Regions from separate parts of the Mus musculus genome. Here all the other regions are linked to region 2. The links are chromatin contacts, called in public ChIA-PET and HiChIP or PLAC-seq maps. All regions are on one chromosome and are shown on one strand. Each heading gives the region's core, a stretch centred on a gene start, on an enhancer-like site or on the middle of the called end of the contact. The rest is flanking DNA. Distances are from core to core; before and after follow the strand shown.

The links. ChIA-PET counts read pairs in DNA pulled down with a chosen protein or histone mark. HiChIP or PLAC-seq counts read pairs in DNA pulled down with a chosen protein or histone mark.
Region 1: a BATF HiChIP or PLAC-seq map of CD8 T cells shows a contact between it and region 2, with 8 read pairs. The contact joins the enhancer-like site here to the promoter of Alyref2 in region 2. A contact is called at or near these places in 2 of 39 promoter capture datasets (macrophages and pre-B cells), 1 of 15 datasets of contacts at CTCF or cohesin (CD8 T cells), 6 of 484 Hi-C or Micro-C datasets (LSK cells, bone marrow-derived macrophages, cerebral cortex and 3 more), 6 of 115 datasets of contacts at active chromatin or transcription factors (CD8 T cells, bone marrow-derived dendritic cells, bone marrow-derived macrophages and 1 more) and 2 of 9 other capture datasets (liver and macrophages).
Region 3: a contact with region 2 is called in an RNA polymerase II ChIA-PET map of effector CD8 T cells, with 72 read pairs. The contact joins the promoter of Cd48 here to the promoter of Alyref2 in region 2. A contact is called at or near these places in 5 of 39 promoter capture datasets (embryonic stem cells, hippocampal neurons, pre-B cells and 1 more), 1 of 15 datasets of contacts at CTCF or cohesin (CD8 T cells), 16 of 484 Hi-C or Micro-C datasets (B cells, CD4 T cells, CD8 T cells and 8 more), 10 of 115 datasets of contacts at active chromatin or transcription factors (CD8 T cells, Th17 cells, bone marrow-derived dendritic cells and 6 more) and 3 of 9 other capture datasets (adipose tissue, liver and macrophages).

What each region holds. Positions count from the first base shown.
Region 1 is chr1:171,628,706-171,632,970 of GRCm38.p6, reverse strand. Slamf7 (SLAM family member 7) reads left to right here. Exons shown (of 8, transcript NM_144539.5): 8 at 1-568. Among named protein-coding and RNA genes, the nearest start is that of Mir7683, 11 kb to the left of the region's middle. Within about 2 kb of position 1,325, at least 83 of the 459 cell types and tissues checked have an H3K27ac peak or open chromatin away from gene starts, as enhancers often do. A contact at or near this core is called in CD8 T cells, bone marrow-derived dendritic cells, bone marrow-derived macrophages and 1 more, where this site is marked.
Region 2 is chr1:171,501,086-171,505,901 of GRCm38.p6, reverse strand. It overlaps Alyref2 (Aly/REF export factor 2), which reads right to left and starts at 2,424. Exons shown (of 1, transcript NM_019484.4): 1 at 1,152-2,424. The coding sequence starts at 2,245. The coding sequence ends at 1,589. It overlaps LOC115487699 (a small nuclear RNA gene), which reads left to right and starts at 2,739; the gene lies at 2,739-2,854.
Region 3 is chr1:171,678,860-171,683,457 of GRCm38.p6, reverse strand. It overlaps Cd48 (CD48 antigen), which reads right to left and starts at 1,466. Exons shown (of 4, transcript NM_007649.5): 1 at 1,292-1,466. The coding sequence starts at 1,364.

The DNA.
Region 1 (4,265 bases), core at 76-2,575, 130 kb before region 2:
GGGTGCTGTAGACCCTATAGAAGATAGAGTCTGTCTGCAGACGGTGAGTCTCCAGGAGGCAGGCCTAGAAAGTGACAGTCACTCCTGGCTCTGGGCAAGCCTTCTGCTCCACCTCAGGCAGAATCCTGTCCACCATGTTATGAAGAAGCAGACATTGCAAACTCCCTCCAACACAGGCCAAGCCCCTAAAGCCGCCATGCCTCTGATGACAATGGATTATAACCTCTAGAACTCAAAATCGAAAGCAGGCCCTTCCCCTGTAAGTTGCTCCTGCCAGGATTTTGGCAGTGTGGTAGCTGATACCACTTCCTTCCAGAATAAGCTATTCTCAGCCTCTTTGGACTCTGAGGTTCATCGTCCAATTGCTGAGAACTCTCCTCAAACCCAGAATCTGTATTCCTTTCTGCCAGTGTGACTGAATCTGTCAGTTAGCCCAGAGAAAATGACTGGGAGATGCCTGAAATTGCTCCAAATAAGTCTATTAATTTATTAATGGAACCAGCAGCTATGAGCCAGGTGCTGTGTTACACTTTCATGGATTGTTGCAATACACTCACTCTTGCTTGATATCTCATGAACCACTTTATAGGGCGCCACAGAAATACTAACTACGGAGTCCCAGAAGGGTATGTAGGTACCAATGGCCAAAATGCACAAGGACAGAAAATCCAAACATACACCTATGTTTGTCTGGTACCATTTGAGGTCCTTTAAAGCAGATGATGGAGGACAAGGACCCCTCATCTGGACTTCAACTATACCTACATGCTCCAAGGGAACCGTGTACGCCCTGAGCCTACAGAGGAGTCCATCTTTAAAAATAGAGAAATAGCCTGCATACAAATTTTTGATCTAGTCTAAGACCTAGCATCACAGATAGAGTCTGGGGTTTGATGGCTTGAAAACCTTTACAGTTGTGTTTGTTTGTTTGTTTGTTTGTTCCCAATGAGTCTTTATTGAGAACCTCTACTAGGTTAGTCTTCTAGGTAAAACAGACATATATCCTCCCCCAAAAAATCTTATTTTCTTTTTCTAGTGTCATGGAAGAGACATGGGAACAGGTAGAGTAAGGGTGTGTGTGTGTGTGTGTGTGTGTGTGTGTGTGTGTGTGTGTGTGTGTGTGTGTGTATTTGATGTGCTCCCAGAACAAGAACTACATGTCTTCATGAGAATGCTGAAAGGGAACTAAGGTTCCAGGGTTGAGGGATATGAAATCAAGGAGACAAATCTATGTTTAAAAGAGAAGAAGCCAAGATGCTGTCTTGAGCTGATGGGAGGGGAAGTGAAAGCTAAAAATAGGATGTATTCCCCAACACGTGGCAACTCTGTCATAACCACAAAGAGCTGAGCTAGGCTTTGCCCAGAGCTGCCTAGGCATCTGTCCAAGGCACAGTTGTGAATGCTACTAAGCACTGTGTGCTAATTACTGTGTTTATTACTTTACTTTTATGAATAAATAAAATATTATTTAAATAAAATCAGTACGTATTAAGGAAGGGTTCCCTGAAATTCTCTCAAAGGTGAGAGGTAAGGCGCAGAGCAGCATCTGAAGAGAACTATTTACAGTATGGCCGGAAGAAGCCAGGGCTTCACATTGGTCCAGGTGGTTGTGAGTTTTATCTGTAGTTTAGTCTGTAGTTTTATCTCCATGACCCACGTCCTCTGTATTGATCATTTTAAAGGCACTGCAGAATTCGCATACAGAAAACATGTGTTGTGTTGCTATTTGCAGTAGACACACTCTGGAGACTGCCTAAAAGTGAGGTGGGAAATGAGGGTTACGTGAGCGCAGGCTTTAAGAGCACAGGCTTTAAGAATGCAGGGCAGAGTGCCAGAGAGGCAGCTCAGCAGTTAAAAGGACTGGCTGGTTTTCCAAAGGACTCAGGCTTAATCCCCAGCACTGAGGAGGTGGCTCACAACCATCTGTAACTCCAGTTCCAGGGCATCTGGTGCCCTCCTTTGGTTTCCATGGGCACCAGGCATGTACACGGTACATACATATACATACCAATAAAATGTCTATACACATAAAATAATGTAATTAAGCTAAATTTTTTAAACACAGGTTCTATAGTCAGGTGTGGGGGATCTATGCCTATAATCCCAGCACTGAAAGGCGAGCCACAAATTTGAGGTCAGCATGGACTGTATAGGAAGACGCTGTCAATATTATTATTATTATTATTATTATTAATTGTTGGTTTTATGCATTTACTTTTTGTGAAAATTAAAATTAATTTATGGTAGAACTTGCTTATAATCTTAGCCAGAAGGACCATCTAGGTCCATCTAGAATTATTTGAGGTCCATCTAGACTATATAAGACCTTATCTTTAAAAAAAAAAAAAGCCAGGTGGTGGTGGCACACACCTTTAATCCCAGCACTTGGGAGGCAGAGGCAGGCAGATTTCTGAGTTCAAGTCTGGTCTACAGAGTGAGTTCCAGGACAGCCAGAACTACACAGAGAAACCCTGTCTAAAAAAAAAGAAAGAAAGAAAGGAAGGAAGAAAGAAGAGAGGGAGGGAGGGAGGGAGGGAGGGAGGGAGGGAAGGACACGTCATACATTTGTGTAAAGCTAGAAAATGTCATGGCATCACAAGTGGAAAAGGTAACACGCAGAACTGAATGCGCTCCATGAGTACCACTGCACTGAAAGACATGCCTTGCAAGAAACCCAAGCAGCCCAAGCACGGTGTGAACTGAGTGTCGTCGTGTGTGGCTGTAATGGCTGCACTCCACAGGTGTTGGCAAAAAGGTCAGAAACTCAAGACTCCTGTGTTAACAAGCCGAGGGGGGGGGAGTGGGCTGGTGAGATAGATGAGACACTGTTCCTAAATAAATAAAAAGGAGAGGAAGAGGGAGAGAAGCCAATTCTCTTCTCTGCCCTTCAGTTAATATGAAGTATATTTAAAATAAATCTATGTGTATGAAACAAATGAAAGAAAATACATCAAAACTATTAAGACTGGTTGCTGGAGAGAGTACAAGTTTGTCTCTTACGTGTGTGTACGTGTGTGTACGTGTGTGTGTGTGTGTGTATGTGTGTGTGTGTGTTCATTTTCCAAATGCTTTTCAATTTAAGAAAATGTTCACTGTATAGCAGAATGGAAGACATTTTAAATAGATTTGTGGTGAGAGCAAAAGAGCTGGCGTCTGCTAAGAGGAGGTGAAGGGGAAATCTGAAACCCACCTACTAAAACTGTGGTTTCGGAAGGTGGAAAATGCCCCTCTATGGGAGAATAGAGGAAGACCCTCCCACAGTGATCACAGGAAAAGATTAATTTCTGTCAGAGCCTGTGGCTTGAATCTGTGGTGGGTTATGGGCAGACAAAGAGAGCCTGGGCTTTGACTCCAACACTTGCCGTCTCCTCTTCTCTGGGAACTAACTCACATAGTAAATAATTAGGACTATCATCACACTCTCATCTCCATCACCACCACCCCACCCTTGAATTAAATGGGGCCTGAAATCTATGAACTCAATATTTCACGATATTAGCTGCAAAAGGTTCCTTCCTCTTGAGCTCGACCTGTAGGCAAAGGAAACCACCAGCTTGTCAGTGTGAAAAGTCACACCACCTCCCAGGCCCACCACATACAGCCCTCCAACCTGCGTGGTGGAGGACTTGTGAAATGTGAGAAATGAGTTCTCAGACGGAGAAACCTAATTAAGAGAAAGAAGGGGGAGCAACATTTTATGTACCATTTCAGAAAGGCGCCTGCTCATGCACTCACACACACACACACGTCACACATCTGTCCAACAGCACTACTGAGTGCAACTAATGCCAGGCACTGTTCAAAATAGAGCACAGAACAGAGGTCAGTGCCTTCTGGGTGCTTATACTAGAGTGAGAGAGGCCAAGGTAGACACTACCATTCAAATAACATGACTGAAGTCATGACTGCTAAGAATGAGAGGCATCCGGTGCTGTAGTCACCTATGACAGGGGGCTTTCCTAGGGTAAGGGAATATTCAGAGGATCTCCAATAACGACTGATCTGGCCCACCACAACATCTACTTGGTCTGTGAACTTCTGGAAGAGGTGAAGGGGCCAGTCCTGCAGATCCAAAGCTACAGGATCTCCATGACACAAGGCAACAACCAGGTTATCAAAGAGTCCCAGTAAGGATCCAGTATTGATAGTGCAGCAGAAACAAAGTCCTTGAACCAGACCAGTGACTTATAATGAACATGTTTGAGGCAAAAGGATACACTGTGCGACACACCATGACACATCACAACTTCCATGACAAGATGTGT
Region 2 (4,816 bases), core at 1,175-3,674:
ATATGATTGCATGCAGTGCGCCTAGATTGGGCAGATCTACCACTACACTACCATCTTCCTCATCTATGAGACTCCTTAGAACTTGAGGTTTCTCCAGGCCATGTGCTTCTGCTCCATTACTTCTTCTTCTTCCTCCTCCTCCTCTGCATCCTCTTCCTCCTCCATTTTCTCCTTCTTCTCTCTCCCAACCTTCTGCTCCACCTTCCCTTTATCTGCCCAATCAACAGTTCTCCTTTATTTTACAAATTAAGGTGGGAAGCAGGTTCACCTGAGTGCCGAACTCATCAAATATAATTAGCCCCATGGCTATCCACAACCCTGGTGTATCAGTGAAGTATTTGCAAGTAGATCAAACTGTGCTGCTCAATGACCAGTGAACTGAATTGCTGATTTCCAAACAACACAGAGGGGGTTTACTCCAAAGAATCTTTCTAAACAGGTGCACTTCCCCCGTATCCTCTCTTTCCCACCACTTTGGTGGGTGGTGGGCTACAAGGGAGGTTAAAGCGTTTAAGAACTATCATTAAAAATAAGATTTGGGCTGGGCTGTGGTGGCGCACGTCTTTAATCCCAGCACTTGGGAGGCAGAGGCAGGCAGATTTCTAAGTTCGAGGCCAGCCTGGTCTACAAAGTGAGTTCCAGGACAGCCAGGGCTACACAGAGAAACCCTGTCTCGGAAAAAAATAAAATAAAATAATAATAATAAGATTTGGAAAATTAAAGATACAACGGGAGGAGTGGGAAGTGAGCTTGATCATGGTACACAGTGTGAAAGTCCCAAATAATTCACAAAAATATTATGTTAAAAAAAAAGAAAGTTGGTGTTTGTTTTTTGTTTTGTTGTTGTTTGGGGGGGCAGGGTTTTGGGGAGAGGGGCTTGAAACAAGGTTTCTCTGTGGAGCCTGTATATCCTAGAAGCTAGTATTAAAGGCATGAGCCGCCGCCACCACCACCACCCCTGCCTTTGATTTTATTTTAGATTAGTCATATCTCACTAAAACTCCTGTCTCAGCCTTACCAACGCTGAGAGGTCAGGTAGGTACCACCCCTACCAGACAGAAAAGACTTTCCATGTAATTAAACCCACCGCCTTCCTTGCTCATGGTGAGTAGGCATTCTGCCACTGAGCTGCATCAAAGGCAAGGTTTTTTCAATTCTTGTTTTATTCTTACATGATGGAGCTGAGAATGAAACCCACTTCTTCATGCATGCTAGTCAGTCATGTGTTCTGTCCATAAAAGTCATATTGTAATTTGTAATTTTTCTTTTTCTTTTTTAATTTTTCCAGTTCTACACACATTTCTATTTTATTATGACAAAGGTGAAAATGCCACCTTCTCCACAACAGCACCCAGGAAAACTTATCCCAAAAAATAACTCAGTACAAAACAGGTCTGTTTCAGAATTTAAAAAAAAAAAAAAAAAAAAACTTTACATGAGTTTTTAGATCCTATTTTAAAACAGGAAGTAAAAAGAAACAAAAAACCAAATTCACCATTGTCTGCACAGTCCAGTTGCCTACCCTCCCTCTAAGGCATCACAGACGAGGCGTCTGGGTCCCGGTTCTTGTGCGGATTTGTTCGGTTGTTTAGCTGGTGTCCCTCCTTGCATTGTAAGCATCCAGCTGTGCGTCCAACTCCTCTGCAGAAAGCTGCTGCTGCTTTGAGTTCCTGCCAGTGCCTCTACCCCTTCCCTGGCTGCCGCGGCCACCAAAGCCTCCAGAGCCACGGCTCCTTGTCATGCCGCCTCTGTTTCCGCTTTGTGCAGGTCTTCGCTGTGGATCGATCTGTGACGTGACAAGCTGGATGTCCATAGGGCGGCCATCCAAAGGGACGCCCTTGTACTGCTTCATAGCCTTCAGGGCATCTGCCCTCCGTTCAAAGTGTACATCCGCCGTCCCTAAACTTCGTCCAGAGCGATCGTAGTCCACAGCGGCTTTTTTCAACGTTCCAAATTCAGCAAAGAGTTCCTGAATGTCAGCATCTGACACCCCGAAGTCCAGGTTTGACACGAGCAGCTTGGCACCGGTCTCCACGCCTTCCCCACCCCCGCAGCCGCTGTCGAATAGGTCGTGCTGCCACTTGTCCGGAAGTGGTTTCGGTCTACTGTACGGTGCCGGCCGGTTCCTGCCGCCGCGGGCGATGGCGGGCCGGTTCCTCCTAGGCCCGCCGCCTCGATTCACCCGGCGCTGGTTACGGTTCAGCTTAATGATGTCGTCCAAAGACATGTCCATCTTGTCGGCCATGGCGGGCGCGGATCCGGGCCTGACTGGCCCGGCCCTCGCGGTGCAGACCAGAAAGTACTCAAATTCAATGATTCCCCCGCCTTGACTCCGCCTCTCCGACCGGTGCTGGAATCACAAGCGCACCAAAATCACACTTGGAAATTGGAAGTCTGTGCGCTTGTGAATCTGGCTTTCGCTCTGACCCCTGGTGGCCGCCCAGCGCCTAGAGACATCTGGGACAAATTCGAGGCACTTCCGGAAACCGAGCGGGCCACGCGGCTTCTCCGCGATATTTGCATACCCACAATGCAGTGCACACAGATGGTTGTATAATTTAAAAGGGTAGCGTGTTGTTTTCGTTGTTCTGTTTTATTCCTTTTATTCCTTAATGTGATAGAACCTTCAAAGATTTATCTGATATAATAAAGTAGTCAGTGTCTTTAGGAGTAAATAGTCACCATTAGTTGTCTAGGAAATACAGTCGGCCGAGAACTGTACACTAGGACAGCTGGGTATACTCTGGTTTCTCTTCAGATCGTATAAATCTTTCGCCTTTTACTAAAGATTTCCGTGGAGAGGAACAATTCTGAGTCTTACACTAATTTTTTGAGGCCTTGCTTTAGCAAGGCTATTAATAATGTTTAAAGTTAGAATTAACAGTCTTTATTGTGTGCTCTATGTATTTTTTTGTCTTCAGTGTTAACCAAAGTTAGAATTAACAGTCTTTATTGTGTGCTCTATGTATTTTCTTGTCTTCAGTGTTAACCACTGTAAGGTAAAAATGGCTTGAGCTTAGGCTAAAGAGACAGCTCATTGGTTAAAAGGGCTCAGTCGCATGGCGTTGTGTCTCATAACCGATAAAGTAAATAAGCCTTTAAAAGCAAATACTAAGTTTTTGTGGGAAGTCTGTAGACATGTTATTTATTAAGCTGTTTTTTATCTAGCTGCGTTATGTTGTGGTCTCAGTGAACATATGTATAAACCATTATTTTTAATATTTTATTTAAGTGCAAGGTGGTTATGGACTTAAGGCACGTACAATTTTCTAGCAAGATGGCTAACCCAGCTCTGTAGCTGAGGAAGAACTAGCGCCCCCTTCTGACTTCCATCAGTGCCAAGCAACGCTCAGATACGCAGGCAAAATATTCATACAAATAAAGGCAGATACATTCTAAAAAATAAATGCAGCCACTCGAGCAGAAGGGACAGGTTACCCTCAGAGCTGTGGGAGGGGCTAGACTATGATGCAATTCCCCATCTCCCCCCAGTCCCTCCCCCCCCAAAAAAATGAAAACTACTCTCCCACCCAAGACCTTTCCCTTAAGGACAGAGACTGTCCCTTTGAAATACCTCAGTCTCCTTATAGCTAAAATACCTCAGTAATAAGAACAGGTAACAAGGGGGCTGGAGAGATGGCTCAGTGGTTAAGAGCACCGACTGCTCTTCCGAAGGTCCGAAGTTCAAATCAGCAACCACATGGTGGCTCACAACCATCCGTAATGAGATCTGACTCCCTCTTCTGGTGTGTCTGAAGACAGCTACAGTGTACTTAGATATAATAATAAATAAATCTTAAAAAAAAAAAAAAAGAACAGGTAACAAAGTGGCAGGAACTTCAAACACAGAATGCCCTCGGTCTGCTTGGCAAAGCATCTTTGGCTCTGCCCACCAAAGTACACTGGAAAGGAAGTTGAACTTTCTCTCTTCCTGGAACAGACTTGAAATCATGGAAAGGCTCTTGGATGTCTCCTGGATGGGCTACTGCACTGACCAGTTCATTGCCTGCTTCACGCCTCACTTCTGTTTCTACAAAATTCCCTGGGATAAACGCTCCACAGTGCCCCACCTGGGGCCTACTTCTGCTGGATAGGAGCTCCCACAACTCCCACCTGTAACCCTATAACAAATCTCCCTTCTAACCTCTCGGAAATTCCTTCTCTGCTTTGCAAAACAAAGGACCTGAAAGCCAACGGTTTGGGTGCCTCTAGTGGCCATTGGATAGCCTGACACCTTAACACTCCAAGCTATCCATGACTGAAGCAAGAAAGTTTCCAAAGATACTTTCCCACTTTTCTTTATCATCCTCAGTGTCATCAATAGGTGAGGGCGGGAGTATAGGGAGTTCACGGTCCAGCCTGGGATACCTGCCTAAAGAAAACAATAAAATAAAGAAACAGGATGGACATACCATGGATAGCCGAACATGTCCAGCAGAGAACAAAAGAGTGTTCATAATTGCATCAGTTGCTTTCCTGTTGCTGTGATAACAAAACCAAAGAAAAGTTCATTTTGGCTAGGAACCCAGAGAGAGAATCCATAACAGTAGGGGGAGGCATAGCAACAGGGGGATGGAGCAGAAAGCAGATCACATCTTCACCTTTAAACACAATGCAGAGAGAATAAACCGGAAGCAAGGAAAGGCTATAAACTCTCAGAGCCCACCACCCCCCAATCGACATCCTTCTGCCAACACAGTCAGACCTAAAGGTTCCGTATCAGTCCCCTACCCAGCACCACTAACTAGAGATCAAGTGTTCACTCACCCAAGCTCACCAGGGACATTTCTCCTTCAACCCACCACAATAATGGAAT
Region 3 (4,598 bases), core at 217-2,716, 180 kb before region 2:
ATACCTCTCCTGGGCATATATCCAGAAGATGTTCCAACTGGTAAGAAGGGCATGTGTTCATAGAAGCCTTATTTATAATAGCCAGAAGCTAGAAAGAACCCAGATGTCCCTCAACAGAGGAATGGATACAGAAAATGTGGCACATTTACACAATGGAGTACTACTCAGCTATTAAAAAGAATGAATTTATGAAATTCCTAGCCAAATGGATGGACCTGGAGGGCATCATCCTGAGTGAGGTAACTCAATCACAAAGGAACTCACACAATATGTACTCACTGATAAGTGGATATTAGCCCAGAAACTTAGGATACCCAAGATATAAGATACAATTTGCTAAACACATGAAACTCAAGAAGAACGAAGAACAAAGTGTGGACACTTTGCCCCTTCTTAGAATTGGGAACAAAACACCCATGGAAGGAGTTACAGAGACAATGTTTGGAGCTGTGACGAAAGGATGGACCATCTAGAGACTGCCATATCCCGGGATCCATCCCATAATCAGCTTCCAAATGCTGACACCATTGCACACACTAGCAAGATTTTGCTGAAAGGACCCAGATAGAGCTGTCTCTTGTGAGTCTATGCCGGGGCCTAGCAAACACAGAAGTGGATACTCACAGTCAGCTATTGGATGGATCATAGGACCCCCAATGGAGGAGCTAGAGAAAGTACCCAAGGAGCTAAAGGCATCTGCAACCCTATAGGTGGAACAACATTATGAACTAACCAGTACCCCTGAGCTCTTGACTCTAGCTGCATATGTATCAAAAGATGGCCTAGTCGGCCATCACTGGAAAGAGAGGCCCATTGGACTTGCAAACTTTATATGCCCCAGTACAGGGGAACACCAGGGCCAAAAAAATGGGAATGGGTGGGTAGGGAAGTGGGGGGGAGGGTATGGGGGACTTTTGGGATAGCATTGGAAATGTATTTGAGGAAAATACGTAATAAAAAATATATTAAAAAAAAACGGAGCTCCTTTTAGCAGAGAGCTTCCTCTTACTAAAAATTCCTTCACAGAGCACCAGGCATGAGGTATATGTAGTACAAGGGTCCTACTTCCCCACCTCCCCAGGTCCCGTTTCTCTTGTCCTCCTGGGAAAAGAGATGGGGCCTCGTTTTCCAGAGCTGAGGAACACGTCCCAGCCTTCCCCCCAGTCCCGCTGCGAGCATGGTAGCACCCAGCCCAGGAGCATGCTCATTTCCAGGGTTGAGCTACATCCCACCTCCCCTTTCCCAGCTGGCCATGCCTTCAGTGCACAGCCGGACACTTGGAGGAAGCTACCTTGAAATCCAGTTCCCAAGGGCAGCAGTAGCAGTTCCAGGACCAGACACCATCCCTGTTTTATGAAGCACATAATACTTAGAGAAGCTTCCCCAGAACACTGGAGACAACTGTAAGAGAAGTCAGGGCGCCTGCCCTTCAATCAGGAAGCAAAACCCAAAACCGGAAGTCGTATGAGGTTTTTCTGTTTTTTCTCTATTTCACGAATTACCATACACAACAGGAAAGCAGACCACTACCATCACACCACATGGAATGAGATTTCAAATTCTCCTACCCACTAGAGATCAACAAGAAAAATAGCTTGGCTTAAAAGAATGGATTTTTCAGCAGTGCACTTTGAGCACTGAGGCCGAATCTGCTGTTGCCTGTGGGGAGTAAGGAGAGGCTGTGACTGGGCAGAGACCACCAGCGTCGCAGAGGGGAGTTGACTATCTCCAGCCACCTCCAGCAACGCCCATCTGTCCGTTCACATGGCCCTCTGCCCTGTTCCGCATGCAGCCTGCTTCTACAGGAGGAGACACCAAGTCAACTCACTACCTGACATTGGGAATCATGTCTTATGCTCCTGATCACACGAGAGGTCTATGAGATAGCTACAGCAGGTATCAATTCTTGTACCTTATTGAAACTCAGAGTCAGGTTTGCCTAAGTCATGTGTCAGTTATGGTGAACTTTCCCATTTATTCTCCACATGCAGAAAGATGTTAAGATTATGAGTCTCACCAGAATCTTCTAGAAATCAGGTCTGGCCAGCCTCCGGCCCTTTTCTTATGCCTTTCTGCACTGTGCCTGCTGTTTTCTCTGCCCAGCATGGCAGACAGCAAAGCTTTGAACTAGAAGAGAAGATACGGCAGGAGCAAATGAGCAAGGTTTTATGGTGGATTTAGGCAGAGACAGTTTTAGATTACACATTAAAAAGGAACTGAGAAGAGGAGGTAGGGCAAAATGAGAGGACCAGCAGGATGCGGAAATAGGCGTGGTCCAGCCCCATAGTATCTCAAAAACCAACTCCCCACCCATCTTAGCAGAGTCTTCCTAGAAGCAGGAGAAAGAGGACAGGGTTGCAAAAATACGCAAAGAGCAGGTGTGGAGAACCAGCTGCAGCACTTCCAAACATACAGCACGGTGCTCAGGCTGTAGACGTGTCTTGGTAGTTAACAACACTTGTTCTTGGAGGTCACCCAGGTTTGATTGATTCCCAGTATCTATATGGAGGCTCAGAACCATGTGTAACTGTAGTTCCAGGGGATCTGCCACCCTCTTCTTACCTCTTCTCACGGAGAGTAGGAATGCACATGACATACATATGTACATGCATACAAAACAGCCATACACATAAAAATAAATAAACCTAAAAAAAAAATACAGTTCTCAACATGGGCGTGGTGGTGGTGCACCCCTTTCATGCCAGCACTTGAGGCAGAGGCAGAAAGGCAAAGGCAGAGATGGTCTCTGATCCAATGTGTCTCACACCCTAGAGTTGATTCTCAAGTTCCCTGAGAAGATCTGTCGTTTTTTGGCTAGCCTAAGAATCTAAGGCAGAATGGAAGAGCATAGCTAATGAAGGTTTGAAATCGTCCCCTTTCTCCTATGTATGGTTTGCAAGAGATCCCAATGGAGGTAGACAATGAAGTAGGAGGCTAATGAACTAATAGGTTACTTGGCATTTGTTGTCATTTGGCCCACTCGTTCCATCAGCACATGCCAGGTCCATCATGTGTACATATTCTACCGTCCACGAGGAATCCAAGACTAGAAGTCTGGACAGAGTTCTAACTGAGTCCTGCCTGGGCTGCAATCATTTTTTTTCTCTCTTGCCTCCTTGCTTTGCTCTCTGCCTGGAGTGCCTTTGTCCTCTTCGCTACTCCTCAACTAGATACCCTCGCGGTTTGCCCCCTCTAGAGATTCAGAGTCACCTCCCCTGCATCTCTTTCTTCTGGCTTCCTTGAACTCTCGTTCACATCACTTCATAGAAAGCTCAGCTCTCAAGGAAGCAGTACAAGCTCCATCCTGGCATTGTGAAAAGATTTTTAATTAAAATGATTATGTGGCTGTGGTGGCTTGAATACAAATGACCCACACAGACTCGGGTGTGAGAATTTTTGGCCTATAAGGCTTGGCACTATTAGAAGGAGTGGCCTTGCTGGCTGCCTGGTGGGGAAAACGCTGCGCCAGCATAGAACCGGCGGAAGGGAGCAGAGCCAGTCAGCGGAACCCTCCTCACACGGCACGATGGGCTCGCTGAGCCCCCTCCATCCTCAGGGTGCGAAGCCCTGGCCTAGACCCCGCGGAGATGTCCAGTTGCGGCGCTTGTACCTGCAGCGCTGTGGCCGCCCGGCTTCTCACCACCTCGCTCACCTCCGCGCAGAGAGGTATTTCGTGTGGGCGCATTCATGTGCCAATGTTAGGAAGCCTGGGGACCTTGGACGCTCAGGTTCTGCGCAGAGCTTCTCTTAGGACCTTTTCAGAAACACCAGCATACTTTGCCTCAAAAGACGGTGCAAACAAGGATGGCTCCTGTGGTGGTTCCTTTGCACAGCCTAGATGAGAAGACACTTGTACAAATACTGACCGAGCCACGGAATGCTGTTATCCCTCAGCATCAGGCCTTGTTCAGCATGGATAAGTGTGAGCTGAATGTTACTGAGAGTGCTCTGAAAGCCATAGCGAGAATGGCCCTGGAAAGAAAAACAGGTGCACGAGGTCTTCGGTCTATAATGGAAAAGCTGTTACTAGAACCAATGTTCGAAGTTCCTAATTCTGACATTGTGTGTGTGGAAGTTGACAAAGAAGTAGTAGAAGGCAAAAAGGAGCCAGGATACATTCGGTAAAGCATGTTCTCAGGCCAGAATAGCGCCAGAGTTAGGGTCCCTACTGCTTGAGTTTATTGGGCTGTCATTGAAATTCGGTTTTGTAAGGAAAGAAATAATCTCCTGAGTTTTCTACAAGATAAAAGTAATATGGTTTTAGAAAAAAAAAAGAAGGAGTGGCCTTATTGGAGTAGGTGTGGCCTTGTTGGAGGAAGTGTGTCACTGTGGAAGCAGGCTTTGAGGTCTCATCCTCTCAAACTATGCCCAGTGTGTACACAGTCTCCTTCTGCTGCCTGTGGATCAAGACGTAGAACTCTCAGCTTCTTCGCCAGCACCATGCCTGCTTGTGTGCTGCCTTGCTTCATCCCATGACAATAATGGACTGAACCTCTGAAACTGTAATCCAGTCCTGATTAAATGTTTCCTTTATAAGAGTTATAGTTGTCATGGTGTATCTTCACAGCAATAGAAACCCTAACTATGACAATAACTAT